Linked DNA regions of Pan troglodytes: region 2 is linked to region 1. A link is a contact called in public Hi-C data. All regions are on one chromosome and are shown on one strand. The core of a region is the stretch at or near the end of the contact, and the rest is flanking DNA. Distances in the headings are between cores, read along the strand shown. Region 1 overlaps RCSD1 (RCSD domain containing 1). Region 2 overlaps LOC134810133 (a long non-coding RNA gene).

Region 1 (7,859 bases), core at 3,620-6,119:
AGCAGTGTAAAGCATAGTGCACCCTCCAGGGCAGACAGTGCATCAGCCTCCTTCCTGCCATCCATGGAAGAAGGGCGGTGCCACTGCCAGAAAACAAGATGAGTGTTTGCACATTGGGTTGAACCAAAGGATGATAGATGTTAATGGCCTCATTTACAAACAAGGAAACTGAGACTCAGAGAGGTTCACACCCAACATATATCAGAAGCAAGACTGAAACCCAGATCTGACTCTGAATTTGTTGTTCTCTGTGCTTTCCCACCCCCACCAGACTCAAAATAATTTCTTTTCTTTCTTTATGCTTGTACAACAGTTGGCACATTTTAGAGACAAATTTCCCACCATCATCTCCCAAATTACACTGATAAAATCCTGTCACTGCAATGGCATTCTGGATGAACATCTCCCTCTCCTCCATGGTCCCCTGCTGGCACCTGGGAATTTGCCCAGACACTAGCCATCACTACTAAACCCACAGACCCCCACCTGGAGGACCCTCCCAGGCACCAGAGGCTGTGAACTATGCTGATTTTAAAACCACTGAAGCAGCCAGGACTGTTTCCCACAGTGTGAGAACAGCTAAACCCTGTCCGTACTATTGGGTGACAATGCCAAGTCCTGGGAGCAAATGGGAAGCCCTGGAGGTTCCAAACAGGGACACACTCCCAGGCTCAGTGCCTGCGTATGGGTCCTTTGTGTGAGTGGAGCACCTCCTGGGATTCTCCCTGGGAGCCAGTTGCAGAGACCAAGGACCTGCCATTTTCAGATCCTTAAAGCCTACAAGTGGTTAGGTAGGGGACATCTGGGACTTTTTTGGTTCTGTGTGAGATATCTGATTACATGTATTTGTTAATATATGCTTGTTTCAATTCCTCTACCTTATCTATTTCTTGCAGTTCTTCTTTACCTCTCTGTATTCTCCTCACCCCTGAAAAAGGCTGTTCACTCCTTGAGGGCCGTCATGGTTACCCCAATGCATTCTACAGTGTCTACAGATGCTCAGGAAGGGGTGATTAAACGACCCAACAATGTGGATGGGGCACGCAACATTCATGAGTGACATTCAGGATTTCTTACCCTCTATCACTTTAGCCAAAGAAATCTTCTGGCCCTAAGCCATGTGAACCAAAAGTATCTGAGACAGGTCTTTATTCAGAAAGTTTATTTTGCCAAAGTTAAGCATGTGCCCCCAGGAGGCAGGTCTGTGCCTTTCTCCAAAGATGATGTTGAAGCCTTTAATATTTAAAGAGGAAAGGATGAATATTGGGGAAACAGGAAGAAATTTTAAAAAGGTGTGGGTAGATAAGAGACAAATGGTTGCATTCTTTTCAGACTTTGATCAGCCTTTCACCAGATACACAATTTACATGTGAGAGATGAGTAGAGGAAACAGTCCACCTATTGCCTCCATAGCTCAGTGAATCTGCATTTTTACATCAGAGGAAGCAATCTGATATGCATTTGTCTCAGGTGAGCAGGAGACTGACTTAGAGTTCTGTCCTTTGTCCCGCACCTGTGAAGATAAGCTATCAATTTACATTGTCAGGGTAAAATTCAACAAAACTGTTTTAGGGAAAAGATCTTGAGGCCCACAAGGAATTTTCTAGTGGGAAAAATTATGAGGGGGGTATGTCGCTTTTTAATCTTTGTTTATCTTATTCAGGAATAAAGTGGGAGGCAGATTTGCCTGATGCGTTTCATAGCTTGACTTTTCCCTTTGGATTAGTGATTTTGCAGTCTGAGGTTTATTTTCCTTTCAAGCCCATCCCATCTGCATTCTATACCAAAATGCCCTCTAAGCTCCCACTGGAATAACAGGACCAGTCCCCTCACATTGAGAATGAAAGGCAGCTTAGGGTGACTAAGGAGACAACCCAGACCTCAGTCTTTGGGCCTCTTCTCTTCCCTATTCTCTGTTTCCTCTGACTTTATGCAGTCTCGTAACATCAACTACCATTTCTAGCTAGTGACTCTCCAAGTTTGGTTTACGGCCTGAAACACTTCTCTGAACTCCAGACTTGGGTATATATTCAACCTCCTGTGCTGCATCTCCACTTAGACGTCTAATAGACATGTCAGACTTTCATGACCAAGGAAGAACTATTCATTGCCCACCTAGCCCCACCCACCCCTCTCTCCCCAACATGGCTTTCCAACCCAGTAGCAAATACCCCATGCATCCCGTTATCCAAGTCAAACCCTCAGGAGTCATCCATGATTCTTCTCTTTCCCTTGCTCACACCCATGCGTCAGTAATTCCCAGCAGCCTGACCTTCAAATCCCATCCCCCTGCACAAGCCCTGTTCACTCCCGCACCCAATCTCAGCTGGACCGCTGCCAGCACCTGCCTCTGCTCACCCTCTTCCACTCCTGTCCCTCCTCCACAGACAGCTCCTTGATGCGCGATTCAGGTCACGTCCCTCCTTGAAACCCTCCAAATGACATCCTGCTGGCTCAAGATAAAACACAAACTGCGTGCTCTGGTCCATGAGGCCCAACGTAGCTGGCCTCACACCACCATTCGCATCTTCCCACCCCCTCTTATTGTCCCTGCCACCCTTCTCTTTTCTCTGCCCCTCAACCTTTGTTTCTGTCTGTGCTTCTGCTCAGAACAATTTTCCTTTTCTCTTTTCCCCAATTGGGATTCAACTCATGTGCTCTCTCTTCAGAGATGTCTTCCCACATTCCCATAAAATAAGTGCCCTGTTTTATTTTCTTCGCAGCGTTTAACAAAGTGTCTTATGGTTTCGCTGTGTACCTGTTTATTGCTGAAGTAGCAACTTCTGAAGGGCAAGGACTGTCTGGTTCACTGATGTATCTCAGGGCCTAGACCAGTAAATGCCTATTAACAAGAGAGTAAGTTAACTCTTCCAGTAAAGGCATAGAGTTAGTACAGCATGTTGGTGTGGAAAGAGCTTTGGAATCCAGAAAATTCTCATGCCTGCACTTACTGACTTGAATAGTAACTTACTTAGCAACTCTAGGCCCCAGTTTCCTCTTTTAGAGAGGTAAGAATTACAGAAAATATATCAAAGGCTGTAAGGACAGTGCCTCCCACATAGGAGGTACTCTGGTAGATGAGCAGGTCAAATGGACCTACCTGGTTCCCAGTCCAGAACCCTTTCCATCCTCCTAGGATAGTAATGGTCAAACATTGGGATACATTGAAGAACTAGGGATAAGTAAGGACATAAAGGAAGATTCTAGAGTCATTGCAGTATTTCAGAGAGATTCTATGGTGGTCTTTTTGAAGTGATGATTTAAGCATGGTCACACTGGAAGGGGTGATCCCCTTCAGTTCTGGAGGAGTGAAGAAGCAAACATACCTCAGACCTTTGAGGCTCTGGGCTCTGGCCTATTTCTGGTGAGAGAGAGAAACTTCCTTTTGGCCAAGAGCATAGTTCTTCCAGCCCCACACTGGGCTCTCTCACTGCATCTTCTCTTAAGCTGTAGATGATGACGCCTTCCCTGGGGCCTTGTTTCCCTAAACCATAGCCCAAATGCTGGGAGATACTGAGACCTTGGACGAGCGCAGAAGGTGGAGAGACAGGGCAGAGCCTAGGAAGCAGGTAGAGCCTAGTCTGGCCTGTACATAAAGGTCTCATTATGTGGATGGTCAGCAGTATCCAAACCGTGTTTACGCAACATGGCAACAGCGGAGGGGAAGTTCCATGCTGTCCAGACACAGGGGCTCCTCAGTTCTCGGAAGAAAGTCCCATAGAAATAGAAAGTAAACACCAGAGGTGATTTTCTCCTAGCCTTGGCAAAGTCAGGCCAGACAGTAACCACAGGCATGGTTTCCGAGTTACCTGGCATGGCCCAGCTGGAAGGTAGCAGGGAGGGCTTCGTAAGCAAGACCTGGGCCCAGGAAGATGGAATACAGGCCTGCGATCTGTAAAGACAGTGTGAGCTAAAGCAGGGCACAAAGGGAGATGAGTGCAGAAAACAGATCTAAGACATGGAAAATGGCCCAAGAAGAAAGGACAAGCTGAAGTCAAGGCAATGACCAGGACCTGGAGGGTAGATGCTGGCAGGGGAGGGACTTACATCTGGGTATGGTCCATGGGGGTGAGTTGAGGGTGTCAGTGACTTTGTGAGCAGGTACCCAGGCCCTGACACCAGCAGACCAGGTCGGATGGGAGGAGGAGGAGGAGGAGGAAGAAACCAACCTTAGATGAGCCCTGTTTTGTTTTGTTTTGTTTTGTTTTGAGGCAGAGTCTCTGTTGCCCCAGGCAGGAGTGCAGTGGTGCAGTGATGTGAGCAGGGCTTACTGCAGCCTCGACCAACTGGGCCCGAGTGATCCTCTCTCCTCAGCCTCCTGAGTAGCTGGGACCATAGGCACACGCCACCACACTAGGCTAATATTGTATACAGATGGGGTCTCTCTTTATTGCCCAGTCTGGTCTCGAACTCCTGAGCTCAAGAGATCCTCCTGCCCTGGACTCCCAAAATGCTGGGATTCCAGGCTTGAGCTACTGTGCCCAGCCAAGCACATGCTATGTTTCAGGCTCTGTGCTAAGTACTTTATGGACATCACAGGAACAGAGAAAGAACATTTAATCCAGAGAGGCTAAGGGTGTCTCAGGAAAGTCTGGGAATAGGTAGAGAAACTGAAGTTCTCAGACCTAACAGTCAAGGTGAGGGTATGGCCTTAGCGGGACTGCCGTGAAGAGCTCCTGGCCCATGGCTGAGGTGGTATGGTGCTGAGCACACCGGAGGAGGGTTAGCAGCTGTACCTGCCAGAACTGCAAGGCAGAAATCTAGGCAAGGCATCAAACAGGCTGAGCCACCAGCCCCGATTCATCCCCAAGACCACACTTCTTCCATTGCAGCTATGCAAATCAGAGGCTAATAATAATGTTGAGATTTGTATAGCACTTTAGAGTTGCCAAGGCACTTTCACAAATGATGCTACTTAACAGATGTCCATTACTGGAGTCTCAGGAGTTGGAGTCAGATGTTTCACAGATTACCCTGTTTGGCCTGTTCTGTGTGACTCTGGCTGTCACTTGCCTTCTCTGGGTTTAATGTGCCTGGAGGGCAGACGGTAATAATCAATCAGTCTTCTGCAACAGAGGATGGGAAGTGTCTGGAGAGGGGCTGATGGTGACAGGATCTGCCAAGCTTCGACAAGCTCTGGAGTCCTTAGTCTAAAGAAAAGCCGTTCACTAGGCTCCAGGAAAACAAACTCAGAGGTAATAGAATCTTTCCTTCAACCCAGCTTTTAAGCCCTAAGTGCTTCCAGAAGCCTCAGAGTTCTCTCACTTCTGAGCCCCTTGCCAAGGCTAGTTTTGAGACAGGGAAGTAAGGGAGGAGCTTTTGATTCCTATACAGCTCTATTTTTAACTGGAATTTATCTTCCTGCTCCACCAGTGATTGGCGCCTTTGAAACTGAGGTAAAGCGCACTGTCAGCAGGACCCAAGCATAAATAGCAGGGGACAGAGAGACTGATCTGTGATGTGGGCAGGAAGTTAGACAGATGGACAAACCAATCAGCCAGCGTCTTTGCCAAGAACAGCTCAATTAATTACACACTGTCCCCAAGCCTCTCTCTCGTTGTTCCATTCTCTGACTTCCTTATGTGGCAAGTGTGAGGGTAAAACGTGTCAAGTCTAGGAGCCCTTCCCAGTGGGGAACTCATCAGGGTGGGGCCTCGCACTCCTCGGCTTTCCCCCAGCATCATGGGGAAATCTGGCATCTTGAATAGAGGTGAATCCTTTTATATCTTTATGCGAAATCAGCATTTGGTGTTTAGGCTGGTTTGGAGATGAGCTTGAATTATAGCAACCCACAGTAAAGGGGTACCTGTCTTTTCCTCCAGAACAGCTGTTTGCAGATCGGAAAGTCCATGGCCCCAGCAGTTCCTTCAAATCCCTAAACGAAGCCTTTTTTTTTTTTTTTTTTTGAGATGGAGTCTCATTCTGTCACCCAGTCTGGAGTGCAGTGGTGTGATCTTGGCTCACTGCAACTTCTGCCTCCCAGGTTCAAGCAATTCTCCTGCCTCAGCCTCCCGAGTAACTGAGATTACAGGTGCACACCACCACACCCGGCTAATTTTGTATTTTTAGTAGAGATGGGGTTTCGCCATGTTGGCTAGACTGGTCTCGAACTTCTGACCTCAAGTGATCAACTGCCTCGGCCTCCCAAAGTGCTGGGATTACTTGCGTGAGCCACCATGTCTGGCCTGTCAAAGCCTTCTTCTCAAAACTTTGCCCCATTAACTTAACTTCCCTGCTGGAAGTGGCTGGGAGGTGAGGAGATCTGCCCCTCCCTTGCTCCAAGGGGACAGCATCTTAGAATGACTAAAGTTATTTACTTTGGAGGGAGCACCCAAATAAGAAAGCTCGGAGACACCACTTTTAGCACAAAAGGAGGGCCATGGAAGAGTGTGTATGTGTGTGTGTGTGTGTGTGTGTACAAGGGAGTAAGCTCGCTGCTGGAGGGAAGCATCCTTTGTTTTTGTAGACCACGAGAGCCAGGGAAAGGCAGAGATGGACTTTCTCAGACAAACTGCTGCCCAAATCCTCCCATTTTCAGACTAGACGTGAGGAGGGGAAGTGCAGGGGGAGTTCGAAGTCTGTGTAAGAAATGCTGCCACCATGGTGACAAAAGACAAAAACCTAATGTCTCCGGGACTGGACATGTAAAAAATCTTATTCAAACCAAGTGGTTATGTAGGCCTCCTGTAACAAGGCAGAAATGAACTGGCCATTTCCAGCATCACCGACTTACTCTGTGTGTCTTGGTGACAAATGGTACATGAGAATAAATGGTGTCCTGGGGTGCATCTTGGCCTCTTCAGGGAACCTGGGGGCACCTCAATGGAGGGACAGCCACGGTAAACTGATGACCGCACTGGAGGCAAGACTCACCGCCAGTAACAATAACAACCACCCTTCCAAAGCATTTGCAATGAGCCAGGCCTTGTCCCAGCCCTCTGAGTATATAGCAAATCATTTAATCCACAAAACAACTGATGAGGGATGTGCTACAGCCATCCTTGTCAAGGCACAGAAAGGCTAAGCCATTTGCCCCAGGTCCCCAGGCTGGTAAGAGATGGAGCAAGTCAGTGCTTGAATCCAGGCAGTTTGGCTCCCATCCACTGTGCTATCTGCTCTCGTGTCACTTATTTATTAATTCCACAAATACTTACTGAACGCTTCTTTATCCATGGCACTCAAGTAGGGAACAAAAGACACATATATATGTGTTTCAAGTTCAATAAAGGGCATTTGCTCACCCTTGTTCAGGAGGTAAGGAGACTCGTACACTGTCGCAGACGTTGCCCTTTGCCGGTGGGGTCCTTGAGGAATGAGAAAATTGGACCTGTACTGCCTCTGACATCCCAGGGCACCCCTCCAGGACAGAACCAGGTTTTGTTTGTCTCCAGGTCCCCAAAGCCACACCCCGGGCCAAGAGCATTGTAGATATTCACTAAATGTGATTGACTGAATTTTTTAAGTCCTTGAATGCAGGAGCCAGTTGGATAATGCTGTTAAAATACCTCACTGTCACAGCATTCCTGCTTGCGGCCACAAAACAGGTGCCTTGCATGGCATCTGGTACCCATTTGCTGATTAACTGTTTCTTCTTCTCCATTTGCCAGGAAAGACTGGCAGAGACCAATGCCAGTGTGGACAACTCGGCATCCCCCTCGGTGGCCCAGCTGGCCGGGCGGTTTAGGGAGCAGGCGGCTGCAGCCAAGGAGGTGAGTCAGGCCGCTTCAGAGCAGCCTCTTCAGCAGCGGGCAGGAGGAAAGGGAAATCTGGTCAGGCCCAGTGGAGAGGGAGGGAGGAGGCTTGGTAGTTACCAAATTAGGAAGAGAAGCCAGGGGCTGGAGGGGTTTCTCTGAATGTGA
Region 2 (6,882 bases), core at 2,169-4,668, 81 kb before region 1:
AAATGCCATGATTTCTAAGTAAACATAACTATTTCTTTTTTTTTTTTTTTTTTTTTTTTTGAGACAGAGCCTCACTCTGTCGCCCAGGCTGGAGTGTAGTGGTGCAATCTTGGCTCACTGCAAGTTCCACCTCCTGAGTTCACGCCATTCTCCTGCCTCAGCCTCCCAAGTAGCTGGGACTACAGGCGCCCGCCACCACGCCCGGCTAATTTTTTTTGTGTTTTTTTAGTAGAGACGGGGTCCGTGTTAGCCAGGATGGTCTCAATCTCCCGACATCATGATCCGCCCCCCTTGGCCTCCCAAAGTATTGGGATTACAAGTGTGAGCCACCGTGCCCGGCCAACATAACTATTTCTAAAAGTTGATAGGAAGAGTAGAGAGAGGAAGGAAAAAAAGCAAATGAAGGGAAAAAAATAAAAGACATGGGAAAGAAAGTATAAAAGAAAAAACAAACATGTAAAGAGGTAAGGACCATTTTCTGATTATTATTGTTATTACATATATTTTCCTCATCATATCCCTTGAAACAAAATTTCTAGACTTCCCAGGCTAGCACAGGACATCAGCTCCCCTCAGCATGCATGAGAGTATAGTCATCCCTGGGTATCCATGGGGGATTGATTCCAGGATTCCCAGCAGATACCAAAATCCATGGATGCCTGTATTAGTCCGATTCCACGCTGCTGATAAAGACATACTTGAGACTGGGAAGAAAAAGATGTTTAATTGGACTTACAGTTCCACATGGCTGGGGAGTTGAAATCATAGCGGAGGGTGAAAGGCATTTCTTACATGGTGGCAGCAAGAGAGGAGAGGAAGAAGCAAAAGCAGAAACCCCTGATAAACCCATCAGATCCATGAGACTTATTCACTATCACGAGAACAGCAAGGGAAAGACCAGCCTCCATGATTCAATCCCTCCCACAACATGTGGGAATTCTGGGAGACATAATTCAAATTGAGATTTGGGTGGGGACACAGCTAAACCATATCATTCTGCACCTGGCCCCTCCAAATCTCATGTCCTCACATTTCAAAACCAATCATGCCTTCCCAACGGTCTCCGAAAGTCTTAACTCATTTCAGCATTAACCCAAAATTCCACAGTCGAAAGTATCATTTGAGACAAGGCAAGTCCCTTCCACCTATGAGCCTGCAAAATCAAAAGCAAGCTAGTTACTTCCTAGATACAATGGGGGTACAGGTATTAGGTAAATACAGCCATTCCAAATGGGAGAAATTGGGCAAAACAAAGGGGTTACAGGGCCCACGCAAGTCTGAAACCCAGTGGGGCAGTCAAATTCTAAAGCTCCAAAATGCTCTGCTTTGACTCCAGGTCTCACGACCAGGTCATGCTGATGCAAGAGGTGGGTTCCCATGGTCTTGGGCAGCTTTGCCTCTGTAACAGCCTCCCTTCTGGCTGCTTTCACAGGCTGGCGTTGAGTGTCTGCAGTTTTTCCACACACATGGTGCAAGCTGTCAGTGATCTACCATTCTGGGGTCTGGAGGACAGTGGCCCTCTTCTCACAGCTCCACTAAGCAGTGCCCCAGTAGGGACTCTATTTGGGGGCTCCAGCTCCACATTTCCCTTCTGCACTGCTCTAGCAGAGGCTCTCCATGAGGGCCCTGCCCCTGCAGCAAACTTTTTCCTGGGCATCCAGGCATTTCCATACATCTTCTGAAATCTAGGCGAAGGTTCCCAAACCTCAATTCTTGACTTCTGTGTACCTGCAGACTCAATACCACATGGAAGCTGCCAAGGCTTAGGGCTTTCACCCTCTGAAGCCACAGCCTGAACTCTATGTTGGTCCCTTTTAGCCATGGCTGGAGCAGCTGGGACACAGGGAACCAAGTCCCTAGGCTGCACACAGCACGGGGACCCTGGGCTTGGCCCACAAAACCACTTTCTCTCCTGGGCCTCCGGACCTGTGATGGGAGGGGCTGCAGTGAAGACCTCTGACATGCCTTGGAGACATTTTCCCCATGGTCGTGGGGATTAACGTTAGGCTCTTGCTACTTATGCAAATTTCTGCAGCTGGCTTAAATTTCTCCTCAGAAAATGGGTTTTTCTTTTCTATTCCATAGTCAGGCTCCAAATTTTCTGAACTTTTATGCTCTGTTTCCCTTTTAAAATTGAATGCCTTTAACAGCACCCAAGTCACCTCTTAAATGCTTTGCTGCTTAGAAATTTCTTCCACCAGATACCCTAAATCATCTCTCTCAAGTTCAAAGTTCCACAAATCTCTAGGGCAGAGGCAAAATGCCACCAGTCTGTTTGCTAAGACATACAAGAGTCACCTTTGCTCCAGTTCCCAAAAAGTTCCTCATCTCCATCTGAGACCACCTCAGCCTGGATTTTATTTTTCATATTGCTATCAGTATTTTGGGCAAAGCCATTCAACAAGTCTCCAGGAAGTTTCAAGCCTTCCCACATTTTCCTGGCTTCTTCTGAGCCCTCCAAACTGTTTCAACCTCTGCCTGTTACCCAGTTCCAAAGTTGCTTCCACATTTTCCACATTTGCTGAGTATCTTTTCAGCAACGCCCCAGTCTACTGGTACCAATTTACTGTATTAGTCCATTTTCATGCTGCTGATGAAGACATACCCAAAACTAGGAAGAAAAAGAGGTTTAATGGATTTACAGTTCCACATGGCTGGGGAGGCCTCAGAATCATGGCAGAGGGCAAAAGTCGCTTTTTACATGGCGGCAGCAAGAGAGAAGAGGAAGAAGCAAAAGCAGAAACCCCTAATAAACCCATCAGATCTTGTGAAACTTATTCACTATCACGAGAATAGCATGAGAAAGACCAGCCCACATGATTCAATTACCTCCTCCTGGTTCCCTCCCACAACATGTAGGAATTCTGGGAGATAGAATTCAAGTTGAGATTTGGGTGGGGACACAGCCAAACCGTATCAATGCCCAAGTCCCTTATATAAAATGGCATCGTATTTGCATATAATGTACACATATCCTCCCAAATACTTTAAATCACATCTGGATTACCTAATGCAATGCTTACACATCACTTCATTTGCCTGGATTCAATGTAGTACTCAGTGCATGCAAATTCAAGTTTTGCTTTTTGAAACTTTGTGGAATTTTTTTCTCACACATTTTTGATCCGCAGTTGGTTGAATCCACAGATGCACAAGTCATAGAATACCAACTATTCCAAGATTACTTCCCTTTAGTTTCTCCTGCAGGTCCTGGTACTTAGTAATTTGCCTCTGGGTGGAGTTCTGCAGATTTAGCAATTTTTCATCATTTCTTCCCAGCATGCTTCAAAGACATAGAAAGCAAAAGCGGAAACAAACAAAAGAAGCAAAAACAAAAGTGTTTCATAGTTTTAAGATTGTTTAAAATGTGCCTTTCTCCAGAGTTCAAAGGTGCGTTGTGCTCCTGACACATGAGGGCACTATTTCTGTAGTTTGTAATATTCATGGTACAGAAATTCTTGTGGGAAGCTAGGTCTGCAGAACCGTGGCTAGGAACATGCAGAGAAAAATGGTTTGCCATGTGTTCTAGGCTCGCCAGGTTTTCCAAGTGTGACATGTCCTAATGTACCCTATGAACAATGCCAGGACTCTCGGGGCTGCAACCTGGCCTTCTGACCACAGGGTTGCTAGCTGGAACTTCCTTGAAATGAGGATGACCTCATCTCATTTATCTCTGCAGGGATAGAACTAGTGTATTAAAACACCAGCTTTGGAGACTGACTGAGAATGAAAGACGAATGACCTAGAGCAAGCTGCTTAACCTTTTCTTGCTCTAATGATGGAGGTATTGCTGAGCACAGTGGCTCACGCCTGTAATCCCAGCACTTTGAGAGGCCAAGGTGGGCAGACTGCTTGAGCTCAGGAGTTGAGACCAACCTGGGTAACATGGTGAAACACCATCTCTACAGAAAAATATAAAAATTAGCTGGGCATGGTGGCACATACCTGTACTCCCAGCTACTTGGGAGGCTGAGACGGGAGGGTCAACTGAGCCTGGGAGGTCAAGGCTGCAGTGAGCTATGACTGCATTACTGTACTCTAGTCTGGGTGACAGAGTAAAGCCCTGTCTCAAAAAAGAAAAGTAAATAAATAAAAATGGAGGTATTGCCTCACAGATCTGTGAGGAAGATTAAGTGGGGGTAATCTATCTAAAGCGCCTGACACTTAGTTGGAACTCAATAAGGAGACACTAATAGTGTTTGTTACTTAGCAGTGCTGATGTATAGTGATGCTCGGGACAAGTTTAAGCAAGTGAATGAATGAATAGGATGTGTAGAATCACACAGATTTTACCAAACTGAAGAAAACTAACACTTTCGAGCTTTTTTAGTGTTGAATCACTTCAGGGCAAAGTGATCAGCCAGTGTGCGGTAAGCCCTCTAAACTTCTGTTAGCCTTCTTGATTCCTTAACTGAACCGGTGAGAATGCTGAGGTCAGAGGAAAAAAGTGATGTGCCCCAGGCGTCAGAGCTGTTTAGGGATGAGACCCAAGGTCTCCTGAGGCCCAGCACAAAGCTTAACCCATAGGGACCTGCCTGGCTGGGCTGGGAGTTGAGGGGTTAACAGACTGATCCTAGAAAACAAATAGGCTTTTGGCTTGGTTTACCTGTGCTTGCTAGGCATATTGTTACCCAGCAGTGACCCCGTCTGAGTGTGGAAAGAGCTGAACCACAAGAGCATCCCAGCTTGCCCCAGGGCAGCCACCCAGGGTTGACCTCTAATCTGAAGACATCTTTGGGGAGAGTTCTCACACACTTCCCCAAATATACTTCTGTGTGCTTCTGTGTGTGTCACAAGAGGCCTTGGGTCACCTCCTTCCTTTGCGCAATGAGATCAAAAGAGCAGTTTCTGCTTCTGCTGTTGCTTCTTTCCTGTTACCACTTTCTTGGACTTTTCGGGGACTGTTGAATTCTTAGGACACAGCCCTGCTCTGGCCCTGGTGGGCTTCCTCTATTAGAAGGCTCCCCAGGGCTTCCTGACTGGAGCAGATGGCCCTCCCTTTCCCGGGTGAAACAGGCTGACCTGGGCAGGCCGGCCCTTCTGCCTTTGATCTGCAGGTGGGAGGCAATAAAAGACACTTTCCACGTGCCTGCTATAACCATATTTTCCAAATTCAAAAGCAGGACTCAGGAGTCTCTCTGAGCCTACTCTGGTTTGAGAGGCTGCCTGTAAAAATAAATAAATTAAATAACTAAGAGCAGGACTTTACCCACCCCATACATATGTCCTTCTAAGGACTTTGAGACAAAAGATGGGAAATTGGACCATGCCAGGAAACCCAGGATGGCTGGCTGCCATACACATGCCTCATGGAAAATTCTCTCCTCTGGGGGATGTCTGCCGGAAGTGCCATCTGCTTTTGCCACAGATTCATGGCTGTGAGTGTGGCTCAGGCAATAACCACAGTAGACCCTTGGTTAACTCCTGCTGTGGTTCCGCCAGGAAGCCAGGCATGAACAGTTGTGTCCAGGAAATCTTTTCCCTGATTTCACTAGCTTGTTTTATCTGCCTGACAACCTTACTCCCAGGAAGGCTTTGCAAGGCACTTTCACCTTCAGCTCTTGGAATGAATAAATACAGCTATGATTTTTAAAAAAATATCAGTCCAACAATTTCGGTATGTCCAATAAATATCATAATGACCTGTTTCACGTATCAGGAACTGTGCCGTGCACTGTCAGAGATAAAATGGTGAAAAATGCCATTCTCTTTAACCCTTTTGAGGCCCTGCTGGCATGAAATCGTGTTAGTGCTCAAGGGAAGGTACAATGGCTGAACACATAGTTCCCACCTTTTCACACTCAACTACAGTACAGATTAATCACGGTGTCATAGGATGGAGCCAGACTTGGCATCAGATCCTGGATTCAAATCTTGCCACCTTCACTTGATGACTGTCTGGTACTGAACAAGGTACTCTTTCAACCTCTTACTCCTCATCTACCAAGAAGGAGGTCATAATTCCTCCTGGCAGTGAGGTTGGGTGAGGAATAAATGCTGGCACATTGTATATGAGCCTAAGGCATAATAGATGCTGAGAAAAGGTTTATTTCCTTCTTTCCTTAAGGAGCTTAGAGGCTAATAGATAACAACTGGTTCTGCTGTAACTAACACACACTGCTGACTGTCATACAATCTCAACTAGGGGTGTGAAAGCATGCCGAGGTGGCCTTTTGAGGTTTGTTGCATATGCTTGGGGAAAAAACGCTCAGATTAGCATTGCCGGGGGCCGTTTCCTGGGCTCCTTCCTGCAGGGCCTGTTTCGGGGCCCTCCACCCAAATCCACTCCGGGAGGAGTAAGTTTCGGGGCCTTTATTACCCACTTGTGATTAGGGATCAGAAGTGGCCAGTCGGGGTGGGTTGGCAGTGACTTGCACCCAAGGGAAGGATGGGAGCCCACAAGAGTGGCAGGGCTCTGGGGAGAGAGGCAGGCTAACCAGTAGAAGTGAATAGGATGTGCTAAAGTATTCCCTTGAGAGTGGAAATACAATATAGAAGACTTGGATATGTGGTTTTCACCCTAAACCAAGCTGAGGAACCAGCACCAAATGCTTAACAAACACACAAACAAAAACAAAAACCCCCCTCTGGGTAGCCCAATGCTGTAGCACTTCACTTTTCATGGGACCTTGCAGCTTACATGCAGCATTCAAAGACATGAGTTTATTTGGGCCTTCCAATATCCGAGCTTGGTAGGTAGGCTAATTTCATCACTTCATTGTACCGAGGAAAAATCTGAGATTCAGAGAAGTTACACAACTTGCCAAGATCACATCTAAGTGGCAGAGTTGTGGCTCTAAGCCATATAATCCAGATTTTTTTTTTTTTTTTTTTTGAGATGAAGTCTCGCTCTGTCTCCCAGGCTTTAGCGCAGTAGTACAA

What was found. Hi-C and Micro-C count contacts between places; a contact is called where the count stands out from the background.
Region 2: a Hi-C map of a lymphoblastoid cell line shows a contact between it and region 1, with 4 times the contacts expected there. The contact joins two enhancer-like sites. A contact is called at or near these places in 3 of 7 Hi-C or Micro-C datasets (blood, a lymphoblastoid cell line and stem cell-derived neural progenitor cells).

The regions. Positions count from the first base shown.
Region 1 is chr1:81,426,276-81,434,134 of NHGRI_mPanTro3-v2.0_pri, reverse strand. It overlaps RCSD1 (RCSD domain containing 1), which reads left to right. Exons shown (of 7, transcript XM_009437149.5): 2 at 7,608-7,709. Among named protein-coding and RNA genes, the nearest start is that of MPZL1, 34 kb to the right of the region's middle. Within about 2 kb of position 4,869, at least 4 of the 24 cell types and tissues checked have an H3K27ac peak or open chromatin away from gene starts, as enhancers often do. A contact at or near this core is called in a lymphoblastoid cell line, where this site is marked.
Region 2 is chr1:81,506,572-81,513,453 of NHGRI_mPanTro3-v2.0_pri, reverse strand. All of the region lies in intron 1 of LOC134810133 (a long non-coding RNA gene), which reads right to left. Among named protein-coding and RNA genes, the nearest start is that of RCSD1, 30 kb to the right of the region's middle. Within about 2 kb of position 3,418, at least 1 of the 24 cell types and tissues checked has an H3K27ac peak or open chromatin away from gene starts, as enhancers often do. A contact at or near this core is called in a lymphoblastoid cell line, where this site is marked.